Regions from separate parts of the Podarcis muralis genome. Here all the other regions are linked to region 3. Evidence: chromatin contacts called from public Hi-C data. All regions are on one chromosome and are shown on one strand. The core of a region is the stretch at or near the end of the contact, and the rest is flanking DNA. Distances in the headings are between cores, read along the strand shown. Region 1 holds the start of SNX16 (sorting nexin 16). Region 2 holds the start of IMPA1 (inositol monophosphatase 1). Region 3 holds the start of MRPL53 (mitochondrial ribosomal protein L53).

Region 1 (4,433 bases), core at 748-3,247, 190 kb after region 3:
TTTTAGTGCAGAGATTAATATGGAAGCAATTCGCTGTTGAAACTGTAGATTCAACTCAGTAGCAGCAAGCAGGAAAAGGTGCGCTCTGCACCTGACAGCCCACTGCAGTGTAGTTGCTGCTCCTTACTGGCAGGGAGAGGGGATGTTGGCACTGTGGGGCACATCAGAAGGAGCATCAGAGTGACTCAACCAGTGCACTTTCACAATGTCGATGCCCCTGTCAACTTGCCTCCTCCTTCCCTGGAAGCAGCACTGACTCCACTACAGGGATGTCATGCGCCCAGTGCTTCCCTTTGGCAAATACTGAGCTCCACCTACAGCCATTTACTCCCACACTAATTTCTGCAGCAAAGTACTTTACTCCCTATTGAAACAGCCATAGGAAAGAACAGGGCTGAAGGAGGTATTGCAGTTCCTCTTTGATTTGTTCACATTCTGGAAAGACATGTAAAGACTATCCCACAGTACAAATTCCTTGCTGTGAGGGAGGGAGTATTATGGATGATGATACTTAGCTCAACTATTCCTGCCCAGAAGAAAAGAAAAGAGTTATACTCTGTGTGGTTTACATCTGACAACAGTATTTCTACTGCTGTACAGTAGAAATTGTCTTTAAAAACACAATGCTAGCAGAATGTCCAACAGTAATTCTAGCACTAGGCTACCAGTCCTGATGCACCCAGATCAACAGCAATGGTTACTAAGATCTGCAAGTGAAATCCTTCTTGTGGTTCTGTCACTACGGGAGTCCTGGAGTGGGGCATGACAGAGCCTTGTCCATGGTGGCCCCTCAGTTATGGAATTCCATCCCCCTTGAGATAAGGCAAACACCATCTCTGTATTTTGGCACTGCCTAAAGCATACCTTTTTTGCCACAGCTTTTGTGGAAAGTTTAGGGTAGTATTTCATTGGCTATTTAGTAATGTTTCAAAGTATTATTAACTCTTGTGTTTCAGTTGTGGTTATAAATGAATGAAGCATAAGTAGTGACATAAGCTTTCATGGACAAAAATCCATTTCATTTGATCCATGAAGTATTAACCTAGACTGGCAAAGATAAATACATAACTATAAAGAAAAGAAAGAAAAACCCTGCATAGGGCAAAAGGCCAATGAAAATCAAGAGACCGTCTGTTTGTTAGATTTATATCCCGCCCTTCAACGTGGTGAAGGGCAGGGTGCAACCCTAACAAGCAAATAAGCCAAATCATTACTCGAGATGTTTACTAGTTTTTGCATATTCAGCTGCCAGTCCCGTGCATCTGACGAGGCTCCAAAGACCACAAAATTGTAGACCACAATAAAGCCCTTTCGAGGCGCCACAAAACTCTCTCGCTCCCCCTCTTACTTTGGCTGTGGCCATTAGTTATTCCTGGGGCGCTGAAGCCGATTCCTCGAACCGCAGGGAGCAGCAGCCTGCAAACTATCGGCGAGCGAAGGAAGGAAGATTTACGAGGGAAGATTTGTGAGCAACATTCTCCCAGGCCCACCTTCGTTTCCTGGGGTGCAGTCGACGTGTGAGCCCCTCACCCTCCGCCAGGGGCTCGGGACCACCGTCCCCTCCGCTCCACAGCTCAGCCGGTGGAGAAGGAGACCCGCGTTCTCAGGGTCGCGGGTTCGAGTCCCGCGTTGAGCGACAGATCCCTGCCCCGCAAGGGGCTGGACTAGATGACCCTCGCGACCCCTTCCCACTCGACGATCTTCGGTCTGGGCATTTACTCACGCGACGCCTCCTGCCCTTCGCTGGCCGCCCCGGCCCCTGGTCCTCCTTCCCCCGCACTCCGCTTGGCCAGGCGAGGCCAAGGCGCTACAAGGACGCGCTCGCGGCAAAGACTACCTGTTGCGCGCCGGAGGCACCCTCGCCGGCCGCCCCTGCGGAGTCCCAAGAGGTACGAGCGCCACAAGCCGCCGCCACGGTTCCTCAGCCCGTCTCCGACTACAGCTCCCGGGGTGCACCGCGGCCAGACCTGCTCTGCCCCCTCCGCGGACAAAACACCGCCGCTTGAAAGAGGAAAAAAAAACTTCAAGTCCCGACAAGCAGCGCGGCCAAGCGCGCGACCCGTGAATCGGCGTATTCTGGAAAAGCTGGCTGAAAACATTCCACCTTCCTTCCGCCACCTGTTCCCGCATAGCCTGCTGGGATTTGTAGTTCTGGGGGGAGAGAGGTGTTGTGCTACTTCAGGAACAGGTGGCGAGAAAAGACTCGCTGCGCAACTCAGACTGGCCTAATACGGTGTGTTTAACCAAGGGAAGCAGATCCGGCTTTAAAGTTCGCGCGGCTGGCGGCTGTACCCTAAATTCACTTCTCCGCTGGGGAATGTCAGGAAAAGTGTCGCGTCTCCATGTTTTCCTGCCTGCCAATCAACTGCCGCCCCTGCAAAAAGCAAACAAACAAGCCAATCCTCGTGATATTTACTTAAAGTTTCCCGACTGCAATCCTAAATGAATGCACTTACCTGGGCGCGAGTTCCATTGATCCCCAATGGGGCTTAGTTCTGCGTAGGCAAGTACAGGATTGCACTGTCATGCTTGGTTTTTTGTTTTTTTAACTACCTAGGTTCTTTTTAAGCCCACCCCTTTAAAAAATAAATAAACCAAGAAGCTAGAAAACAAACGGATTTGTTTAATAGTGGTGCCCGCTCATAATTTCTGCAAAAACTGAAAATTCCCTTTGCAGCCTGAGCTTCATTTCGATGAGAGAGCAGAGTACTGAGGGTGTCGGTGCATTTGTAGTATTTTCTGTATTAAGTTTAATAATAATAATTTATTATTTATACCCAGCCCATTTGGCTGGGTTTCCCCAGCCACTCTGGGCAGCTCCGAACAGAATATTAAAAACACACTAAACATTTAACTTTAAAAATTTCCCTAAACAGGGTTGCCTTCAGATGTCTTCTAAAAGTCAGTTGTTTATTTCCTTGACATCTGATGGGAGGGTGTTCCACAGGGCGGGTGCCACTACTGAGAAGGCCCTCTGCCTGGTAAATAATATATTTAAATAATATATATGCATGCAGCAGCTTCCCATAAATCAGAAGCTTTGGTGCTTCATCCTAGGCTGTTGGCCATGCCAGCTGGGATTGCTGGGAGATGTACTTCAGCAACTTCTGGAGGACCAAAGGTTCCTCATACCTGCCAAGGAGGGAGCCACTCCACCCTAAGATACTTAGCCTTCAGACAACTCACAGTGCTGTCTAAGTCTTTGGTGTCTCCAAAAGTGAGACTGCCTTACTTTATTCTTTCCTCTCTCCTGCCACCTCTCCGTCCCTGACAAGTGATTTCAGAACTTACACTTGAACTAATAATAATAATAATTTGTTATTTATACCCCACCCATCTGGCTGGGTTTGCCCAGCCACTCTGGGCGGCTTCCAACCGAATATTAAAAACAATACAGCGTCAGACATTAAAAACTTCCCTAAACAGGGCCGCCTTCAGTTGTCTTTTAAAAGTAAAATAGTTGTTTATTGCCTTGACATCTGTTGGGAGGGCATTCCACAGGGCAGGCGCCACTACTGAGAAGGCCCTCTACCTGGTTCCCTGTAGCCTCACTTCTCGCAGTGAGGGAACCACCAGAAGGCCCTCGGCGCTGGACCTCAGTGTCCAGGCTGGATGATGGGGGTGGAGATGCTCCTTCAGGAATTAGGAAACTGAATTTCCTAATTGCCTATTCAGGGAACTGTGCAGTTTGTGCCTGCAGTTCATTATACACATCCTTGGGGTCCTTCAAAGGCCTTCCCTGGCATCCATAATGTCTTTTTGCTGCTCCACCCACTGAAATTTGGCTTCAAGAAGCATTATGTTGTAGCCAATAGAATAGATTGTGGTGTGTGTGTCATGCCCCCAAGTGTTTCTCTGGTTCGCACACATGCCCACAGGCTCCAAAAGGTTGGTAACCCCTAAGTATACTTCCAGCCAGGCATGTAAGGGTTGCACTGTAAGAAACCTAGCTCTTAGTATTCTTTTGTAAGGCATTGGCACTCATTCTCAGCAGTCAAGCTGGCACAACTCATAATGCTATATCTTTTCCTGTTCTGCTTTTGGTCTTCATTGATTTTTATTTATGGCAGGCTTTCTGTGAAAGCAGCTTCATTCACAGCTGAGTTGCACTGTGAAAATGTTTTGTTAGAGCTGTTAACGTAAACACAGAAGGACAAATGGAAAATTAAAATAGAGCTTGCTTTTTCCTGGAAAGCAAGATGGAGCCACCTTGTGGTGATGACATTCATTTTGCAATTATTATGAGCAATGCTTGAGCTGTCATCTGATTTTGCCGGGTTCCATCCCAGTAACATTCATCAGATGATCTTAGCTACCAAAATCTGATTCGGTTCAATTTGTTTCTTTGTTCTGCATTTCATTTCTCTACTGTTCATCTTCCAAAACACAGTCAGTATATTGTTAACACCTCCAGCTTTTCAATTCCTTTGTCC
Region 2 (4,307 bases), core at 590-3,089, 130 kb after region 3:
AACTTATTATTTATACCTCGCCCATCTGGCTGGCTTTCCCCACTCTGGGTGGCTCCCAACAGAATATTAAAAACATGATAAAACATCAAACATTAAAAATTTCCTGAAACATACCTCTCCAGCTTTTCTTGCTAAAATAACTGCATAATCCATGCATTCTTGCCAAGGATCAGCCATCTTTCTCTAGGAAACAGAACATACACCACCAAATTATACAAATCAAAAGAGCAAACAGCACAACACTGAAGATGTGTTAAAATGCTAAATCTGCAGGTTCAAACTATTTCAACATAAACAATACTATTATTTTGTTTCAAAATGCTGATATCAAAGCTGCAACATTGCACAATACTGGGAAATAAACTTCTCTTCAGACCAGAGCAATGCATTATTTTGTAATATGGGCTACCCAGCAACTACACAATTTCCTGTATGTTGCCAACCTGCATAATGTCAGGCAGATGCTGAACAAATTTGTGCTCCTGCATAAATGTAGCAAGAGACATGCCCTTGCCACCGATGACTAGAACTGGCAGTGACTTGCAGTAGAAGTATTGTGTTCACACAATTGCAGAGATTATAAAAGCTGATAGAGAGTGATGTGTATAAGTGAAACATGGGAAAACTTGCAGTGAGAAGATCACTTATAGCTTATTAGCAATTTCACACTGTAGGCTCCCTTAGCATGTTTCTGCACATATAAAAGTTAATAAACCAACAGAGACCAAAATGTATGAAAAGTTGTTACTCATGATGACCAGCAATAGCATCTCTGCAATGTTTTCCAAATCTTTCAGTCTTCCAGACAAACTGTTCCTAATATGCTACAAGGTTGCTGTTAACGTTTAGCTGTTGTGAAAGATCCAGCAAATGTGTTGTGTAGATGTTGCACTTTCCTAGCACTTAAAACCGGAGTTTTGCTTCTAGGGAAATGCGACTTTCTTCATTCAACTAAGCATTCCCATAGCAATACTGAGCATTGTGTGGAAGACAGCCGTGACCATCAAGGGTACCCAATGCATAATAATTTATAATGTAATAAGCAACACAGTTCTAACATAATAAGCAACACATTTCACATCAACCCTGCATTAAATCATTATAGCAATAAAAATAAAACCTCAGTGTTCCCACATAACACCTCTCTCATCAGCTCCAGTCAAATGTGGCCAATAGCCCGGGGTGATGGGGAAGTTAATCCAATAGCATTTGGAAAGCTACACTTTTCATTTATCTGTTATTTCAGTACTATATAAAGAAGCTGCATATTGTTGGGGGGTCTAAATTTCACAAAACATGGATTCCTCTGAGTTTTGCATGCTTTAACAGGAATGCCTGACAAGGAAGGAGAGGAGTTGTATTTAGCTGCCCCCAAACAAACAAACAACCCGATTTTTCAGTTGTTACTCATCCTTGGGCTTAATCTTAGCCACAGCCCAGCCCCGCTATATATTTAGTTGTGGGTGGGTGGGGTGGCGACCCCATGAGTGCTTGATTCTCATCACGAAGTGGGGGCGGAAGGCAGCAGAAATAACTGGGCAGTAAAAGGAAACCATGGCTGCCCGGAACTCATGGAAATGCATTAAAGAGAAGCCCCACCAGGCCCCGGGCTTACCGTCAGCAAATCGAAACACTGCTCAGATCAAACTCCTCAAACGGAAATCTACAAAGCCGGCGGGCGAAAACCTCCGTGGGAGGAAAATGATGACCTTTGCACCTCTCTCCGTTATGTGCTTCCTTCCTCGCCTCTTTCTTTCTTAGGCAGCCACCGGTATTTATTTTTTTCTTCCAAGGGGCGCGGCTAAAAGCGGAAGGAAGGGACTCGCCGGCATCCCACCGTCGTCCTGGCAACACTGGGATGCCTCTGGAGAGGCGCAGGGGCGGGTGGCTCTCCCTTCCCAATGGGCGGGCGGGCAGGCAAGCAAGCAAGCCTCCTGGCTCAGGCGGCAGACCCCTTGGGGACTCAGAAGGTTGGCTGCTTGCCCGACTCGCACTTATGAAAAAGGGAGGCTGCTTCTCAAGCAATGGCGACCTTTCCCTTCAGGACCTTGATAGATACGCAGTTAGGGTTGGCAAATGCCCCTGAGCATATGCAGAGTGCATTCTAGTCCGACGACGGTTTTTTGGGTTTTTATAATAACTAGAAATAGATGAGAGTGGTAGAAAGACACTATGGTTGTTCTGGAGCAGCCTTTCTCAACCTGTGGGTTCCCAGATGTTGTTGAACTACAACTCCCATCACCCCTAGCTAGCAAGGCAAGAGCTCAGGGATGATGGGAGTTGTAGTCCAACATTATCTGGGGACCCGCAGGTTGAGAACAGCTGTTGGAGGTAGCCCGGGTTCAGATGATGCTGGACTACAACTCCCAACATGCTCCGGGCTCGCTAAGGCTTATGGGAGTTGAGGTTCGGCGGCATTTGGAGGACCAACGGGGAGGGGACGGACACACACACGGAGACAGCGACTTGCGACGGGCGGGTTCCCTGCAAAGGGACCTTCCCGCTTTAATTCCCTTTTGTCTTGCAAGGCTTTGCTGACATGTTTGGGGCGGGGTGGGTTCTTTTTGTGAGGTTTCTGGTATTTATTATTCTCTTTAATGGGAAGGCAGGCAGATATTGGCACACCAAGCTCTAACAGGCTATGTGATGCTTAGCTGGTTCAGTTTTATTCTATCTTTTAAAGTTATTACTGATGGCACGTTTGCAGCTGACTTCAGCAACCGCTTTGTTGTGTTACCCCAGAGCTACATATATACGTCGATCGCGATGACTAGGGGAACCTGAGACTGATTATGGTCGATCGCTGCGCTCCTGGGGGGACGTGAGGGAGATGCTGCCCTGCCGCCTCCGCTGCACTCAGAGCTGGCAGCGGGGTGGAATGGGATGCTGCCTGAGGGAGGCGGGGGGGGAGAGAGAAGCAGGGAAGGAGAATCACGGAGCAAGGAAGGAAGGGAAGGAGTTAACGCACGGGGGGGGGGCACAGGGAATGAGAATCACGGAGCAAGGAAGCAAGCCAGCCCTTTAGTCCCATCACGGTGCTTGTGCCGGAGTTAATAACAAGCTGGCTAGCGCCACACAAGCCGAGGCATCCTATTGGCCTTTGCGCGTTCTGATGTTTCTTGGGGGCAGGAGCTTATAGAGTACGTCTTTAGACGCCAGCTGGGAGGGAGAGCGGGACAAACACATAGCTGTCAACTTTCAGATTTGAAAATAAGGGGTCAGCAGCCTCGAAAATAAGGGATCAGATTTGAAAATAAGGGATCAGCAGCCTCGAAAGTAAGGGATCAGATTTGAAAATAAGGGAACAGCAGCCTCGAAAGTAAGGGATCAGCAGCCTCACCTGACCCAGGGACAGTCTACGGGATATCTAACAATCCGGGATAGCAGCGGGAAGCAGCACTGGAATAAGGGAATTTCCCACAAAAAAGGGAAGGTTGACAGCTATGGACAAACATCAGCTGCATCTGGAGTACAGCCAAAGGCAAGTGGGTGTGGGTGTGGGTGTAGCTGTTTGTGGCGCCGGTGCAAAAACTTGACTCTTATGACATTTTCTTTGCTTTTAGCGAGAATCTCGAGATCCGAACGTGCTGCCAGTGACATAACAGCTGTAATTAAAGGATTCCTTTGACAATCAACGATCATTTCAGTATTATAATTTGATTGTCTTGCACAAGCTCTAGTTCAAAAAGGCATCAACTGAGGAGCGTGCATTTATGAGTAATTCCTTGGACTACTTTGAAATGTACATAAATCAGAATTTAATAAATTTCTTCATGTAGGTGATACAAAATAACACATGATGAAACTATAAACAGACTCTGTCTTTTGTTAGGCCTGACAATCACATGCAGCATGTTTTTCACGACTACTCTATATATGAAGTTGCATTTTCTAGAAACTGGACTTCATTATCAAGATATTCCAAGATCACATTTCCACCATTATTTAGTGGGGATTCTCTGTTGCTTATCCAAGAGGCCAGTGTCTGGTCCAAAGGCAAAGCTTCTCCAGATGCCGGGTGACAGAGTCGTAATTTCTGAAAATCCACAGAAGGGGGGGGGGGAGAGATACCCTGTTGTTATTTCACAGCTCTCTAAAGAAATTAAAAATATTTGAACAATAAAAAATGGTTGCTGTAGTTGATTTACCTTAGCTGTGGTTTTGTTGTTATCATTCTTAAGGTTTGCTAAGGAAGCGGCAAAATCTATCACTTTACCAATGCTCCAGTTACTACTAAAGAACATGGGTTTGCTTTTCTCCTTACTCTCTTTAGGTAAAAACACTTGGAAGTAGATTCTCTCTGTCTG
Region 3 (3,793 bases), core at 1,082-3,581:
TAGAGTCACTTCATACACCTGATTAAGTAGGCTCTAACACCAAGGTTGCAAATTTGATCCCCATAAGGGACAGCTGCATATTCCTGAATTTCAGGCCATTGGACTAGATGATCCTCAGGGTCCCTTCCAACTCTATGTTTCTATGATACAGTCCAAGGAAGTTTGTCACAATAAAGCTATGCATCATAAGAGCCTTCACCATTTAGCAAATACATGTAAAGTGGGTCTTCTGCCATCTTGTGGCAGAAGGGTTACATGTGTTCAATAGATGCTCATCTATTTCAACTGGAGCCATTGCTTAGTAAGTTCAGAGTGCAGGGGGTTTGGTTTTTTTTTGGTGGTACAAGCAGCTGTGGTACATGATTCCAAAGCTGACCCCAGGATCCTTTGCAGTGAAATAAACCATTGGTCTTCCAATGGTGGGTCAGGACTCACTATCGGGCCATGGCCTTGTCTAAGGCAGGTTAAAACAAGCCACACTGCCACCATACAACATATATTGTAGAAAATGAAGAAATGAGTCCACAATTGCACATAGGGGTTAAAGGTGGGTCCCAGGTCTTAAGAAGTTGAAGACTGCTATAATATAGGATGATGGAGCACAGCTCACAATCCAACAGTTGCCCAATTTGCACAGTTCCTCACACAGTCCAAGAGCTGCTCAGACTGGTTTACTCTGGGACTTTGGAGGCAGTCCTGGCATCCATTATTTGCAATGTGTGCTGCTACCTCAAGTGACTGCTTACATACAATTAGAAGTGCCCTGATTTTTATTTTTATTTTTACAAAAAGCTTTCTGGCAAAATGGTAGCATACATATTATTATTTTGTTAAAACCCACCCAAGTATCCATGTTTTCATTCATCAAAGCCTGTCTATCCTCCCTTTTTCATAGAAATGTACTGACTTTTTTTTTTTTTTTGCATATTAGCTATTTTCCAAATCCTTAAAAACCAATTATGTTTTCTAGGCATTTATGACTATGGCTGTATACACTTCTGATGCTATGACAGCAATAAACACTGTACAAATCCCAGTTCAGCCACTTAAATTTGTTCTCTATTATAATCCTCAATGTGACTCCTGGGGATTAAGTCTCATGGAACTCGGTGGATTTACATTTGAGTAAACTTGTTTAGGAATGCACACAAGCTTCAATAACACTACCATTAGGTCTACAAGAAACCTGATACAGTGGTACCTCGGGTTAAGTACTTAATTTGTTCTGTTCTTAACCTGAAACTGTTCTTAACCTGAAGCACCACTTTAGCTAATGGGGCCTCCTGCTGCCGCCGCGCCGCCGGAGCACGATTTCTGTTCTCATCCTGAAGCAAAGTTCTTAACCTGAAGCACTATTTCTGGATTAGTCTGTAACCTGAAGCGTATGTAACCTGAGGTACCACTGTAGGTAGATAGGTTTGCCCTGAAGAACACCACCCTCCATACTAGTCCACAAAAGTTTATATATTGATAAAATTGTCAGATTTCAACAATTTTGTTGGTTTTTTGCTGCAATGGACAAACAAATCTACCCCTCTGGAAATGACAACCTATTAGTGTTTGTGGATTTTGTTTTTTTAAAAGAAAAGTTCTTCATCCCCCCTCTTCCCAGGGGAAGAGCTGATTCGGCTGATTTGAGGTGAAGAAAAAGATGCCCCACCACCACTCCCGTCCCATTTGATGTACAAGTTGGCTAGAATAGCTGAAACCTATCAATACTGGAGGGCATCCTGCTCTAACAGTGGCCAACCAGATGCCTGTGGGAAACTGCAAAAGCAGGATTCGAGCACAAGAGCACTCATCCCTCCCATGGCTTCCAGAAACTGGTACTGTATTAATATTGTTTTATTTTATTTATTAATTTTGTATCCCACCCTTCATTCGGAGAGCTCAAGCATGGGGTTGGCCACTGAGAGAGCAAGATGCCGAGCTAGATGCGCCAGTACGTTTTTATTTTCTTAGCTTCACAGGTGAGAAACTCTGCAGTGTATGGTCTTCGCTCACCTGCTGATTCCAGTTACAGATGGGTAGCTGTGTTGGTCTGCCATAGTCAAAACAAAAAAAATTCCTTCCAGTAGCACCTTAAAGACCAACTAAGTTAGTTCTTGGTATGAGCTTTCGTGTGCATGCACACGAAAGCTCATACCAAGAACTAACTTAGTTGGTCTTTAAGGTGCTACTGGAAGGAATTTTTTTTTTTTCTGCTGATTCCAGGTGAGAGAACTCCAAGAAGTAAGGATCACAGCGTGCAAACCAGGTATAAAAACTTCTGATCAGCAGGGCTTTCCTTATGTCATGATGCTCCCTTGACCCCGCTCTTTAAAGTTTTTTCTCAAAGAACCGAAATGCCAATTCTGGGCTATCCCGGCGCAACAAAGAGCGAAGTTCAACAGCATTCCCACGGGATGGCACAAGCCCAGAGCTGCTTGACTACATTTCCCGGCAGGCTGCGCGCGCGGGGCGGAGCCCTCGTGCTGAACGCGGCGAGAGGGTTTCTGGGAACTGTAGTCCTTCCGGTCGCTCAGAGGGCAAGGCGCTCGCTCTTACCGATCCTACCGGAGGGAGGGAGGAAAATGTCGTTCGTGGTGCCGAAAAGGGCGGGGGTGACGCTCAAGCAGGTGAAGAGCGTCTTGGTCGCCTTCTGCCCCTTCGAGTCCAACGTGGAGAGCACCAGGTGAGGAGAGGCCACGGGGTTGGGATCCACTGGATTCGAAACAGGACTCCCCACCCCCGGACCTATTCATCCCAGGGCACTGATGGGCAAGCCATGCACACAACCTGCACGAAATACACGTGGCATCGTAGGCACGTTTTGCCCATTCTGATTGTAGAATCTGGCTCCCAATGCTGGGCTGCGGTTCTTTAGCACTGGGGGTGCAAAGTACTTCATGGGCTGAGAATGGGCCCTAGCTTGATTTTTTAAAAAATAAACAATTAGCAGGACTCATTTATTTCTGACCGTTTTGCTGCTGTGCCTTTGCCCTACTGCATGGCAGGCAGTAATTCAGCTGGTGTAGGATAGGGCCTTTTCTCGTAAGCAATGCAGGGAGGAGAGAAAGAGAACTGTTCTGTTGAATTTCTACCTGAGATCATGCATAGCTTATACAAAAAACAAACAAAAACAAACCCTGCCATGCCACTCCTAAATTATTGTTAGACCTAACGTAAGTATGATGTTGGGCATGGAAGGTAAACTTTTGTACCCTGTGCTACTCCGATTCTGCAGTGTTGGCATGCTAGTATCCGACTCCTCCACTCTATGCCCCAGCCCAGGCTCTTAATGCTTGGTATGTTAACTCTGAACATGCATTTTTAACAAGGTGCATGCTTGATAATGCTATACAGATATGTTTCCTTACATGGCTTGCATCCTGATTAAGTCATGTCTAGTACTAATAATCACACTCTACCTTAATCCAAAATGACTGAATTAGATATTTGCCTCCTTCACCCTGAGCTCTTTCAAAAAGGAGGGCAGGATATAAATTCAATAAATAAAATGTAACTAATTCTACACCGGAGTGCTTTGAGCAATTGGTATGGCAAGCTACTAAACTGCAAGGATTTTTTATTTGTTTTTATATGTTTTTGTAACTTGTAAGATTGTATTGCCTGTCTTAATGTTTCAGAGCTTTGCTGTATGTATATTTTGGATTTTGGCAGCTGATATTATTACATTGTTCCACTCTTAATCTTCCTATGAGGTGTTTTGTGGATTGTTGAGATAAAATCTTTAGACTAAAAAAATTGTTCATTGTATTTTATGCTTCTAACTGCTATGTTGTTGATAAAA

Evidence for each region. A called contact is a pair of places that touch in the nucleus more often than the background predicts.
Region 1: a contact with region 3 is called in a Hi-C map of blood, with 5 times the contacts expected there. The contact joins the promoter of SNX16 here to the promoter of MRPL53 in region 3. A contact is called at or near these places in 2 of 3 Hi-C or Micro-C datasets (blood and tail).
Region 2: a contact with region 3 is called in a Hi-C map of blood, with 4 times the contacts expected there. The contact joins the promoter of IMPA1 here to the promoter of MRPL53 in region 3. A contact is called at or near these places in 2 of 3 Hi-C or Micro-C datasets (blood and tail).

Annotation. Positions count from the first base shown.
Region 1 is chr8:29,425,231-29,429,663 of rPodMur119.hap1.1, reverse strand. It overlaps SNX16 (sorting nexin 16), which reads right to left and starts at 1,997. Exons shown (of 8, transcript XM_077932888.1): 1 at 1,838-1,997.
Region 2 is chr8:29,483,092-29,487,398 of rPodMur119.hap1.1, reverse strand. It overlaps IMPA1 (inositol monophosphatase 1), which reads right to left and starts at 1,839. Exons shown (of 9, transcript XM_028736608.2): 1 at 1,616-1,839; 2 at 115-183. The coding sequence starts at 177. LOC144328685 (a long non-coding RNA gene) reads left to right here and starts at 2,307. Exons shown (of 2, transcript XR_013393884.1): 1 at 2,307-2,553; 2 at 3,564-4,147. ZFAND1 (zinc finger AN1-type containing 1) reads right to left here. Exons shown (of 7, transcript XM_077932889.1): 6 at 4,149-4,304; 7 at 3,742-4,036. The coding sequence ends at 3,866.
Region 3 is chr8:29,616,139-29,619,931 of rPodMur119.hap1.1, reverse strand. MRPL53 (mitochondrial ribosomal protein L53) reads left to right here and starts at 2,331. Exons shown (of 3, transcript XM_028736618.2): 1 at 2,331-2,674. The coding sequence starts at 2,346.